2 separate regions of the Oryzias latipes genome follow, and region 2 is linked to region 1. A link is a contact called in public Hi-C data. All regions are on one chromosome and are shown on one strand. The core of a region is the stretch at or near the end of the contact, and the rest is flanking DNA. Distances in the headings are between cores, read along the strand shown. Region 1 holds the start of tmem254 (transmembrane protein 254). Region 2 holds the start of pwwp2b (PWWP domain-containing protein 2B).

Region 1 (6,347 bases), core at 1,966-4,465:
TTTCACTGCAGTGACAGAAATGAGAGACAAATTCTTCAGAACAGAGTTCATGTTGGGCTTCAGAAGACACAGAAAAGCTGCAGGAGCTTTTGCTTCATACATCATCTCAGATAATTCATTGAAGGTTAACGCTATCTTCATTTTGCCGTGTTTACTTGACTTGATAGTGCTGTCAGAACCACTTTAGAAAGAGAAGCTCATTCTTTATCTGCGCATTGAATTAATGGCATTTGCTGTTTGGTGGATCTGTGTACATACCTGACAGCTTCACGTTTTAAACCCGTCACGTGTGTTGACCCCCATCTCTGTGTTCCTCAGACGACGCCAGATCTGCGGCCTCCGGTGGCGGCACCTCTCGCAGCGCCAGCCGCAGGAAGAGGACCAGCTTCTCCAAGGAGCACGTGGAGCTCCTGAGAGCCACGTTTGAGACCGACCCGTACCCGGGAATCAGCCTCAGAGAGAGCTTGTCCCAGACCACGGGCCTGCCAGAGTCCCGCATTCAGGTACCTGCTGTTTCACAGAGGTTCTGCTTTATTTTTGAGACGAGATGGAAAGGAAAATGAATGCAACATAGTTTAGCATTCAGTGAAATCCTTCCTGCCAGCAGCGGAAACTCTGAACAGTGTTAAGAAGTCGGTTACTTCATTTTCCAGTGTCCCTTTCAGGATTAACAGTTATTTTGAAATGAATGGTTCCCAGCAAACACACACATGCCTGCAAGCACGAGCACAAGGAGCAACTGCATGTGGAAACATACGACTGGCCTCTGTTGTAAGATGTTTGCTTGGTTATCATCAGAAGTCTTTGTGTTCAAATGCATCCTGCATTCAGCAGCAGATACTCTAATCTGTGGAGCGCTTCACGCCTTTATCTGCACAGATGACACAAGCGCTTTTTATCAGGGTCTTGTTTTTTGGGTGGGTAAACAGAGCCAGCAGCTCTAAAAGCTGACATGCACTGGACTTGCCCCCCCCCCCCGAGCCTGATTAAGCAGCCAGTGATTGACAGGAAGTTTCTTCTGTTCTTCCTGTTCAGGTGTGGTTCCAGAACCGAAGAGCTCGCACGCTGAAGTGTAAAGGAGCCAAGAAAGCTCTGTGGCAGTCTGACAGTCCGGGGCACAACTCTTTCCACGCCGCTGCCAGGGCGGGGGCACTTCGACCTCACGACCCCCCACCGGCCTACCCGTCCCGAGTGAAGCAGGAGGTGGAGGAGGGCAGCTATTATGGGCAGTGTCCTGCTGCTTATGCCAACGCCCAGGAGCACGCACACTTCAGTTCCCTGTTTGGGCATCAGCAGGGGGGGCATCTGGACACCAGCTCTCCTCTGGGGGGCTACTGGCCTGGCAGTCCGAGCGGCCCGGCCTCCCCCCCATGGGGAAAACCTTTGCAGATGAGCAGCTTCAGTTCCATGCAGCAAGCATTGATGTTCACGGGAGAGCCGCAGACGTATGCGACCCCCTCCACGCCCCACTCCTCCATCCCAGACACGCCCGACTCTGGATACTGGGACGCCTGCTTGGAGAACAGCCCACCAACCGGGGGTCCGTTCAGCCAGCTGGAGGAATCCTGCAGCAGGGCTGCTCTGGAGGACAGCAGAGATCCAGCAGCAGTCCAGCACGCCCCCCTGCCGGTGCTTTCGCTGCAGGAGATCCTGTGGGAGCTGAATGAGAGCTGGCTGGGGGGTGAAGGACTGGAGGGGTGCACTGTGGGAGACCAAGCCTCTTCCTGAGGCTGAGGGATGTACTGTAGTTTAAGAGAACGTCTGCCTGAGGAATCCCAATCAATCAATCAATCAATCAATCAATCAATCAATCAATCACTGCCCCCCCCCTTTGTATTTATTCATCTTCTGATTATTTAAGTCTATTTATGATTTCTGCAAATAAAAGTGGATGTGTTATAATATCGGTTTCTTTTTACATTCAAGAGTTTACTGCAGATGCTCAACCACATTGTTTTTGCAGCCGATCAGTCCAACAAACAGGATTCTGAAAAGCTTCAAATGAAGCATAAAACATAAAACGCAGCTCTTTCCAGAGAACTTTCCAGATTCAAGAATAGCAAACGAACAAAGACCTGTACAACCCAGATGCTAAGGAAGGACTGTGATCTAACTACAGCTAAAGTCTTCAGGGTCACTTTAAAGAAATGCCAGATTCCAAGAAGGAAATAAGGATTTTTTTCTTCATCTTTTGAGTTTCCTTAAAGTCACAGAAACCTTTATTTTAACAATCTCAGTTTCAGGAAAAGAGGTTGGAGATCAGCCACTTCAGGTGTTACATTAAAACATTTAAATAATTTTCTAAATATAATGAAGTTAGGCTGTATTTTTCTTTCCATTTTGAAACCCGAATAACAAAAATGGACATAACCATACATTGTTTAAGGCACAGTCTGTGTGTGAGGAGGACGTTGTCCAAAGTCCGCTTGATCTGTAGTTGGAATTCAGGACAGATGTTTCCAGAGGACGAACAATGAAAGAGAAGACGTCTGGTAGTTTCCATGTGGGAGTCACAGAAAGAAGGACAACTGTCATATTCCACATGGAATCTCCTAAGTAGTTAGATGGATATATCTAGTTAAAAATGTTATAATGTATTTCTTTTGTTTTTGGGTATAGCTGGAATTTTAAACAATTTTTTCCACTAAACTTTAGTGCACATTTTTCAATTTACAGAAATTCACATTCAGTTATACAATAAAGAAACAATTGCAAATATCAAACACACATATAAAACCAAACAATAGCAATAGGTCCTTCGTGTGTGTCGTTTTCTTTTAAATGCTCATATACAAACCAAGTTAGGGTGAACAAACGTTAGAAATGCGCATACAGAAAAAACAAAATAAAAAAAGGCAAAAAACAATTCAAAATAACAATAGTTTTGATATTTTTTAATAAATTACTCAACTTAATTTTAAATAATTTGTTCTGTATTTTTTATTTCTGCTTCGAAAAACTTGACTAGACTTTCTGTTTGATTGTATGGCATAGGATGATAGTTTACATGTTTCTGTAGTTTCTGGTTTCTCTTTGATTTTAAGGCATTTGTGAGTTTTTCCCTGTTATTATATGAGCGACACTCTTCACGGGAAGTCGTATGTTTAATGAAAACCGCAGCAGAGGAGTCGTTCGTCAACCTCGCTGTCGGGAGAGCTCACACCAGCCTCCCGGTGAGGAACGGACCGGAACCTCCCCTCTTCGCCTCGGGGTCGGGCCGCATGGTTCCGTCCTTCCGCTGTGCCCGCACGGTCACATTTGGCGGAGGCACCGGCGCGAGCAGCGATGGCGGGAGCCGACGGAAGCGCCTTTTTCAGGAGAACCAGCCTGTTCTGGATGGTCACCGTCTCGCTGTCCGTCGCGTATTTCACTGTGAGTTCTGGTTCGGCTCTGGTTCGGCTCTGGTCTCTGCTTGGGTCGAGAGGAATGTCGTAAAGTTCCGACCCGGTCGGTCTTATTCCACAACTAAAGGACCACAGAGCAGTCTCTGCCGGGACATACGTCTGTATGATACACGTACGTCCCGGCAGTGACTGTATCATCATTTAGATTGGATTGAAAAAACCTAAGAGTTTGTAGGAAGTATGTCAGAAAGTATTTAAAACTCATCAGGACAGTAAACTGTAGTAACAGAATGTTCCACCGTCACCACAACATGACAGCAGGAATAATAGTTCATTTATTATTCATCATAATGCTGCTGTCATTGTGTCGTTTGTCTGCATTGGGTTAGAATGAACATAAGCAGGTTTTAGCTTCAGGGAGCATAAAGAAACGGAGAAGATCAGGAAAATGGAGCAAATACTGAAATATGAAACCCCCTACTGCTGGTTATTTAGGTAGTTATGCTCAGATCTCTGTTTTGAAACGGAAATCATTATGTTACAGTGAAATAATGCACACATATTTAGGAAAGTCATGGTCCTGTTAGTAAGTAGGGTTCAACAAAAAAATCAAATTATGAATTTGTAGCTTGTGAAAACCGTCTAAGGCTAAAACGCGGCGTAGGAGTTAGCTTTTGGTTTGACCTTCAGCCACCGAGGTCATTACCGCAGCTTATCTGAGCCGGAGGTCAGAGTCCCGCTCTGCTCCCGTCAGCAAAGTGGGCTGCAGAAAGTCCCAACAGCAGGAATAAGAATGTGTTTGGGGGGGGGGTCTTCATGGAAGCAAAAAAAATGTCGGCGAAAAGCAAAAATGTCTCTGGTGGTGTCGACCAACTGCTGACGGGGAGAACAGTCTTCTGTAGTCTTCTTCAGTAATGTCCCAGTCTTCGGGTTGGGGGGGGGGGTCCCGGGGTTGGCTCCAAACACCAGCTTCAAGTCCTAGAACAGCTGGACTTGGATCAGCGCACAAGCGGCCCACAATCCCCCTCTTGGAGAGTCCAAAGCAGCAGCAGTTTGGTGTTGGCAGAAGATTCTTCAGCTGTTTTAACCTTTGTGCTATCTTATGGGGGTCAAAATGACCCCCCCTTCCATTGACGTGTTCTCCCTACCATGACAAAGGTGGATAAAGGTGGAAAGATTTCATGTAATCCATGGACACCAGTGAAGATCACAAATCAGTGAAGAAAAAAGGTTCAGAGCACTGTTTAGTGGGTCTAGATGACCCAACTCCCATACATTAACGTTGGGAGTGGGGTCATCTTGACCCCACAAGATAGCACAAGGGTTAGAAAAAGAATCAAACACCCAAAAGCCCCCTGCAGGCAGCTGCATCCACCCTCAGCTTTACTGCTTTCTTTGTTCTAAATGTCTGGCTGCTTTTTTCATATTTTAGTTTCTTGAAGCTTTATCCGCTTTTCCTTTGGTTTTGTCGTATTTTTTTGTGCATGAATGTGGAACAGCATTTAAGTTTCTTTTCACGCCAGAGGTGCAAGGCGTCGGTATCTCTCTGATTATTTTGAGGCTCGGTTCTGGACGGAAACCAAACCAAAGCGACCCTCAAATGGAGCAGCAGGTATCCGTTTGTGTGCAAAAAAAAAAGAGCTCTGAAGAAAAGCTGAAATGATGGCTTCATGTTCATGTGACCAAAGATGAGTCATGACCCGGTCAGGAGCAGAACCGGTCCTTCAAACCACACATTTTCATTTCCTTCCTCACAACAAGGATGTCTTTGGAAGCACAATCAGCTGCTGCCGCCTGATTTCAAAGCATGACAGAATTCCTTCACAGCCTCATTCTGCACGGATCCACAGGATTTATTGGATCCTGAGGACGTTTTTCTGCGTGGGAGTCCTAGTGGACAGTCATGGAACTGTCAGGGGTTAATAACAGGGAGTCCTAGTGGACAGTCATGGAACTGTCAGGGGTTAATAACAGCCCATCTTCCTCTGAACCTGCCTGTGGAGGTGAAACTCGCCACAGCTGCCGTTCATGTTGAATAACGCTGAACTACTGTTGTCGTTTGCAGTTGATGGTGTTTGCTCCAGAAAAGATTCCGCTCCAGTCTCTGGGAGTGTTTGGCAGCTTCTGCAGACACCTGGTGGATAACTATGCGGGGCTGATGCATAAAGGGTGAGTGCCGCCCCGCATGGCTGCTGTCAGTGTGGCGAGTGTGGCAGGATGGCATGTGACTGGCAGATCGAGAATTTTCTGTCCTGAATCTGCATATTTTTAGCAGGTTGGCTTTATCAGATTGGGCGGATGTCCTTATTCCTAAACCCCCGACTAGCAAAAATCTAATGGAGCATTTCAGCACCAACCCCCTGCATAGGCAGTGAAGCACAGTGGAGGTGTTGTGGTGATTTGGCCTCCTCTACAGCGCTCATGCATTCATGGTAAATGTGAGGTTAGTCATGAAGTGGGTCGTGCATCGACGCCACGATCCTTTAGACCACATTGACACCAGAGAAGAATCCAGGTTTTGTAATGGTTCGGTCCAAGTCCAGAGTTCAGCTGAGATGAGTAAGGGGTGGGGGTGTCGGAGCGGGAACAAAGGGCTCAGACCTCAGTGAGCAAAGTCAACACAGCAGAGAGCAGCTGGTTAGGATTCCTCCACTGTGACGCATGTTTCTGCAGAAAACAACCAATGAGTTTGACGGTTTTTCCTGGTTTTGCCTCATTTGTGTTCAAACGCAGTTCTGGGGTCTAGTGAGGCGGTTCTCAGCTTTTAGATCTCACAGTTCCATCCATGTCTGATGGAGAAGCAGCATGTGGTCTTCATCACACAACACTAGCTGTGTTTACATGGACAAAAGTAATCGGAATGAACGCCTGATTGGAAGGAAAACGCGTCATGTAAACACGCCGTTCAGAATACTCTGCCCCCATCAGACTCATTCGGATCAAAATTTCTTTCCGATAGAGATAGGTGGGTTATGCCGATTGTTGATCCGATCGTTGTTCATG
Region 2 (6,347 bases), core at 1,617-4,116, 140 kb after region 1:
TGCTGCTGCGAGGCGTTCACCTGCTGCTGCGAGGCGTTCACCTGCTGCTGCGCGGCGTTCACCTGCTGCTGCACTGCTCTCACTTCCACTTCAATTTATGACATTAAATCTCGTAATAGTCCTTTTTTTCATAAAGAAAACATGAAAATGATTCCAGATTCCAGCTGGCTCGTCTGTACCCCTCTACATGGCCGTGTACTTCCTCTCTGCTCCTACTCTTGGTTGTGGACCCCCCCTCGCTGTCCCCCAACTCATCTGGATGAAGCTCATCTGCTGGACTATTTAAATATGTAGTTGTAGAGTTAGATAAGTTAATTCTGCTCCAAGAGTAGGGGTACATCGCCTTTCCGTCCTGGGGGAGGATCCCCCCCTTCATGTGGACACCCCTGAGGTTTCTTCGTTTCTTTCCGGAATCTGTTTTTTTTTTTTTTAAGAGGAACTTTTCCTTACCGTGAAGGAGTGTCTAAAGGCAGGGATGTCCACCTTAGTTAATCTGTTTAGTTTAACAATCAGCTATCGTATTTTATAACTGATTTTATGTTTTGAGAACCCCGCTAATAAAACTGTGTGGCAAAACTGGGCTCTACAAATAAAACTGAAGCTGAATAGACATCATGGTTCCCATCTCCAAGAGACCCAGACAGGAACGAGCATAGCAGAAACATCTCAGGACATCAAAACACCTCTGAGCACTCCACTGCTGATCAACGCCGTGTCATTTGATGAAAACACCAAATCAAAATTTCATGTAAGTCAAGAATTTACTGAATTTAAAAAGAAGGGAAAAAAAATTTGAGCACATTCTCTTGTCAAGACTATATAGAGATCTGTTTTCTTGTACTGAAGTTATTCCAGGAGTAAATATCTGCTTCCAAAAATCAATTTTCCTTCTGAAGCAATGTTTTCTACCCAGAAGTCTGCAGAATCTTGAATCCAAGAGACGGTAGATAACATGAGCTCTGCAGCAGCGAGGGCAGAATATCTGCAAACATGACACTTGCCTAACCAGATCCTCAGAAAGACAGCACACATGATAAAAAAGTCTGTTTGACGCTCGTTGCACACAACGGCCTGGGGAGAGGAGGAAGGCTGCAGCGACCGGCCTGAGAGACAAACAGGCTCTTCTGCTGCTGGAGATGAGAGAGTAAGCTGTTTCCAGCCTCAATTTCATCTCATATTAGACATCCTTCAGTCTCTGTACTGCTGTTTCTGAACCAATAAATTAGATTTGGCCTGTGCCAAAGGACGCCGTCACCAGAAAGTCTGCATGTTGATTCAGAAAGCAGACATCACGGTGCTGAACTGGCCAAGATAAGAGATCAATGCTGGTTGTTATCAGGCCTGTGGTGTAAACACAGCAGGAACAATCATTGTCCTCACTACCATTTAGCCCAGAAACTGCTTCTCTGTCACACATCCATCATTGGGCTGGATAGGCTCTACAGGCTAAAATCACACAGGAGGAGAGAATGTCTGTGCTAAAAAAAAAAAAAAGCAGAAAAGAAGAATGAAGCCAGAGGTACTCAGTCATTCATCTGCTTTATCTACGGTGAGACTACCAGCCACCAGGGGGCAGCACAAACCACTTCTCTACATGCTGTAAAGGGGATGAAATGACCTGAAAATGCCACAAAGTGAGTCAAGTGCAATGGATCGTCATCAACTAGCCTTAATGATGAGCCTCTGCAGCAGCAGTCAAAGCACATCCAAAAAGCACAGCAAACATCCCAGAGTAATCGTGAAGCTGTGACTGCAGCTTCAGAGGATGCGTGCAAGAGTCCTTCTGTGTGTGCAGCAGCTGTGCAACCAGGACCTGAATATTGTCATCCCTTTGTCTTCTGTGCTCGAGAAGGACATTCAAACCCCGGTTTGCAGAACTACAATGGTTCAGAGCACAGACGGATGTTTGACAGGTGAGCTGCACCATCGTCCCAGCAGTCCCTGAGTCTGACTGCACATTGACTTGGTGCATTAAAAGAGCTTTCCAGGTGACATTGTCATGAGCAAAAGTTTACTTCCAAAGCCGTGCTGTGTTTTCTTACAAGAATGACCCAAGCTGGTGTAGATGTACAGCCAGCAGCATCTAGTGGACAAAGAGAATCTGTACAACTATCAGATTATTAGCGGGTTCCTTTGTTCTTCCCAAAAACATCTTTAAACAGCCTGGTCCAGCACGACCTGGTCCGGCACGGCCTGGTCTGGCACAGCCTGGTCCAGCACAAACTTTCTTTTCACACCCATGAAAGCAGACCTCACCTAATTTAGAACAGTCAAGCTGAACAATCGGTCAATCGATCCTGAGACAGCAAATAGCCTGAAGAAAACCTCCCAACTCTGATTCTTGAGCAGAGATTCTAGATCTTGACCTTTCCTAGATGAACCCAGAATGTGGAGCAGGTCTGTGTGGACCGGATGTAGGCTGAGCTGAGGGATGTGGAGGAGATCAGAGCCATCATGAGTCCCTAACGTACCTAACTCACCATCCACACTGGCCCTTCTGCTCTGAGAGGACAGGAGGGGAGTGTGGAACCATCAATGTCCACGCAGAAGCAAAGAGTTTTCTTCCAAACACCTGCATGTCTGGCTGGTGACACTTGTGCTTCTAAATGGTTATCAAATACACAACTTTAACCAACAATTCTAAAAAAAAAAAAAAAGTCTAATTTTGTGACCTTTTCTCTCCATTTTCCTCCTCGATGGCTTCATTTTAACATGAACTATAAGGGGAACAGTTAGATCCTAAAAGGATCATTGTGTCTCCAGAAGTAATGAAGAACCTATGAGTCCACGGGCCGTTGAGCCTGGGATGTTGAAAGCCAGGGTTTATTTTATTGTACTTTGGTAGATTGAAGGAACACAAAATAAAAGACTCCAGTGAAATGTTCATGATAAAATTGAAAATTGAATTTCCAACTGAGAATTGCAAATTATAAATGTTCAACACCAGAAGCCTTCAGCTGTCATCTGTTTGCTCAGCTGTTGGACAAGTTAAAAAATAAATCCACTTAAATAAATAGAGAACTGCATATGTTTTGAATTATGAGTGAACTAAACGTCCAGAAGGAAGAGCAGTAGGTTTGACCGTAAACACATCCCACTAACTAAGCGTCGTCGTTCTTTCTACAGTAAATCGTTGATGGCGTCTCCTCCTGCGGTGCGTGGCGAACACAGTGCGGGGAAAGCGCGTTCCGCTGTCTGAGTCAGTCGGCGGTAATGGCCGGCACGAGCCGCCGCAGTGACACGGAGGAAGGGTCGGCCTTGTCTTGAGGCTCTCGCTCCTGTGCCTCTCAGAGCGTGATGTCAGCGGCGGCAGCGCTGTTGTAATTCACTCGGTGGGGGTGATGGCGTCACGATCTGCCCTGCTGTAGCCTCCTGCTCCGATAGTGAAGCGAGACGGAGCGCAGGCCGAGGTGACCGTGGCTCCGTTGGCCGGGATCGAGTACCGCCAGGCCGGACAATTCATCCCGGGAAACATGGAGGCTGTGGCCGAGGAGCTGCGGGCCGGCTCTCGGGTACCAGTCACTATCGATCACATGCTTAACGATACACTGGTTGTGACGCTGACCTACCAAGAAAGGAACTACACAGGAATATTACTGGATTCCAACAAAAAGTGAGCATTTTCCCTGTTTTTTCTTCATTTCCCCCCACGAAATGAATTTGGAAAATGATGCTAACAGCTAACATACCCACGGAGCTAACGCCAGGCTAACTCGTTAGCTGGCTAGCAGTTAGCCTGGCCTTCAAAAAGACAGGTTATTGAAGCTGACAAGGTGGCTACGGGTTAGCTTCATGGCTAATCAAAACTCCTATCATTTTACTCCACGATTTGCCAGATAAATCGGATTTATTTCGTCGATGAAAACACGCGTTGACACAAAAGCAGCCGAGTTTGTAGAAATTGTAAATGACTTTTATTGTTCCATAGCTGCAGTTAGAGGCTTCATCTGTAGCTTATTGTTAGCCTAATCAAACCCAGAGAAGCTAAAACGATTAAAGTAAAAGAAGGCCTTGGCTGAAAGCATCATTATCTAAGGTAGATGACATTTACATGTATATCATACACACACGCACTTCTGTTAAAGCTGTCTAAGAAACTAAGAAATATATCTTCATGGTGCTTATTATTTGAGATTGGTTACTGCTTAATCTGTTGAAACAATAGAAATGTACAATAATTGAGACCTTTTTAATACATAATATTATAATGTTCTCATCTAAAACTATTTGATACTGGGTAAAGAACACGGTGGGCTGTTTTTATGACCAAAAAAATGTCACAATGAGGCAAAGCCTTAATGAAATGACAGAAACCCAGAAGTTTAACTGATCCTCACGAACTATGTGTTGCTGTGAGGATTTTGTATCAAAACAGGCACTGATCTTAAAGGTTGAATACAAAGCCAGTATCAAAAGATGTGCAGCTCCCCTCTCTTCCTAGTGCAGGAAGCCAAGCTGCCCCGAGAATAACCCTCCTAAATGGGAACAGGGAGGCCTTAAAATAGTTGCCAGGCCTCGTCTCTGAAAATGTGAACACTTCTTCCTTTTCTGTTCTGGCAAATTTGTTTCCTGTCATTGTTGATCATGCTTTTTAGGTCATATCTTCAGCTCAAGATAATCTCCACCACGAAGTTACACAATATAAAATGGCTACAGCACAGTCAAGCATGGCCTGTCATGTTGTGCGTCCTTGTACTGCCTAACAGGGACTGTCTGTTCCCTGTCACAGGCAGCTCTGTCTGTTCTCTGCTGCTCTAGAGACACCTATGAAAAGGTATGAGGAACAGGCCTCGCCAACGTGCAGCCGTGCACAGCTCCCTGCCAGCTACTTCCCATGAGGCCCAAACACGGGTTCCCCACATGTGAACTAATTAATAATCTCACCGCACACGGATGCAAAAACAAACTGAAGTCTCAAGGCTGCATCTCTGAATCCCAAGTGAATCATGGGATTGTTTTTGTTCAGTCAGATGTTGGTGGTGGTGGTGGGGGGTGATCCTGGACATCTTTGTCTGCTGTTTTTTGGATAAAGCTGCTCTGCTACCTTTCTTTTCCCCATCATCCACTTCAGAAAGGACAGCTGCCAAGTTCAGGCTTTGTTTGATGTTTCTTAAGATGAAAGATAAAAATGAGAGGAAATAATTAATGGGGTTCAAGATCTCTGTGTTTGCAGCCTCAGGTAAAAAGATGGACCCCCCCCCCCAAATGTTAATGCATTTCTGCACAAAGGTGAGAGAAAATAATGACCCGCTCCAAGATAATCTAAGGGTGTATTCAGACTGGAAACAGTTAGATCCCTTAAAGTGAACCAGAGTTCGTTTCCCCCAATAATCCAGAACAAATTTTCAGTCTGAATACATCTAAGCGGACCCTGGTCCAGGACCAGGAACCGCTCTTGGACCCATCTTTGGAGGTGGTCTCGATTCGTTTCCAATCGGACTGAGCTCTGCTTTGCTTTGAGAGTCCTCATTCTGAATACAATCTATCGTCGGAACGGAAAAACTGAACCAAAACCGCCACCGAAGCCGAAGTGAACAGAGTAAGAATGTAGCAACAGATGTAAAGCAACGATTGTCATGTTGTCAACGATTGTTAAACAGAAAAAATGGTGCAACATTTTATTTGTTAGAACGTTTATCTTAACACAGCTGAAAACCCTTCTTACGTGCTTTTTCGTGTCTCGTTACGCTGCACACGTCTGTGACGTCATCCTAAAAGCTACCTTGTAGTTCATTAATAAAATTCTCTTGAACAAATAATGCCATAACAGCACGACGATGACACACATCAACTCATTGAAATGTGATCATTTGAATTCAGATTTATTAAAACTATTTTTAACGTGACACACTGCTTCTCACTGTTTTCCCAACAATCTTCATGTCATAAACACTCATCAACGCACCTTCATACCCGATGTCTCCTCATCACTGCTGCTGCCATCAGCCTTTGAGTTAAAGCTCACACGGCACGTCTCCTTGCAAGTAACCAACCGCCTTGTAGCATTCCTCCGCCGTACCAAAGTAACAACACGTTAACGGCCCCGATAAGTTTTGTTTAGCACAGCACGTACGCCTTTCTCTTGTTGTTTTGATCCATCCTCGTAGTTCCTGGCCAATGACTGAAGAGATCCTTAGTCAAGTGTTTGTGTTTAAAAGCTTTAGTCAGTCACAGAACGGTCTGTTTGATGGCAGTCTGAATACAGACCAAACACAAGGTTCAGGACTCAATCCGGACTAAAGGATTTTTCCAGTCAGAATACTCACTAAATGCAGAGAGAATGTGCTGTTCTGGTAATCTGAATGTAGAGAGAATGGGACCCCATCCCAGGTAATATGAATGCAGAC

The links. Hi-C and Micro-C count contacts between places; a contact is called where the count stands out from the background.
Region 2: a contact with region 1 is called in a Hi-C map of embryo, with 2.8 times the contacts expected there. The contact joins the promoter of pwwp2b here to the promoter of tmem254 in region 1. A contact is called at or near these places in 2 of 5 Hi-C or Micro-C datasets (embryo and fibroblasts).

What each region holds. Positions count from the first base shown.
Region 1 is chr15:1,848,260-1,854,606 of ASM223467v1, forward strand. It overlaps tmem254 (transmembrane protein 254), which reads left to right and starts at 3,216. Exons shown (of 4, transcript XM_004076864.4): 1 at 3,216-3,372; 2 at 5,410-5,513. The coding sequence starts at 3,286. It overlaps LOC101155136 (homeobox protein Mix.2-like), which reads left to right and starts at 303. Exons shown (of 2, transcript XM_023963469.1): 1 at 303-503; 2 at 1,036-1,927. The coding sequence starts at 303. The coding sequence ends at 1,728.
Region 2 is chr15:1,986,872-1,993,218 of ASM223467v1, forward strand. pwwp2b (PWWP domain-containing protein 2B) reads left to right here and starts at 2,867. Exons shown (of 3, transcript XM_011484011.3): 1 at 2,867-3,613. The coding sequence starts at 3,474.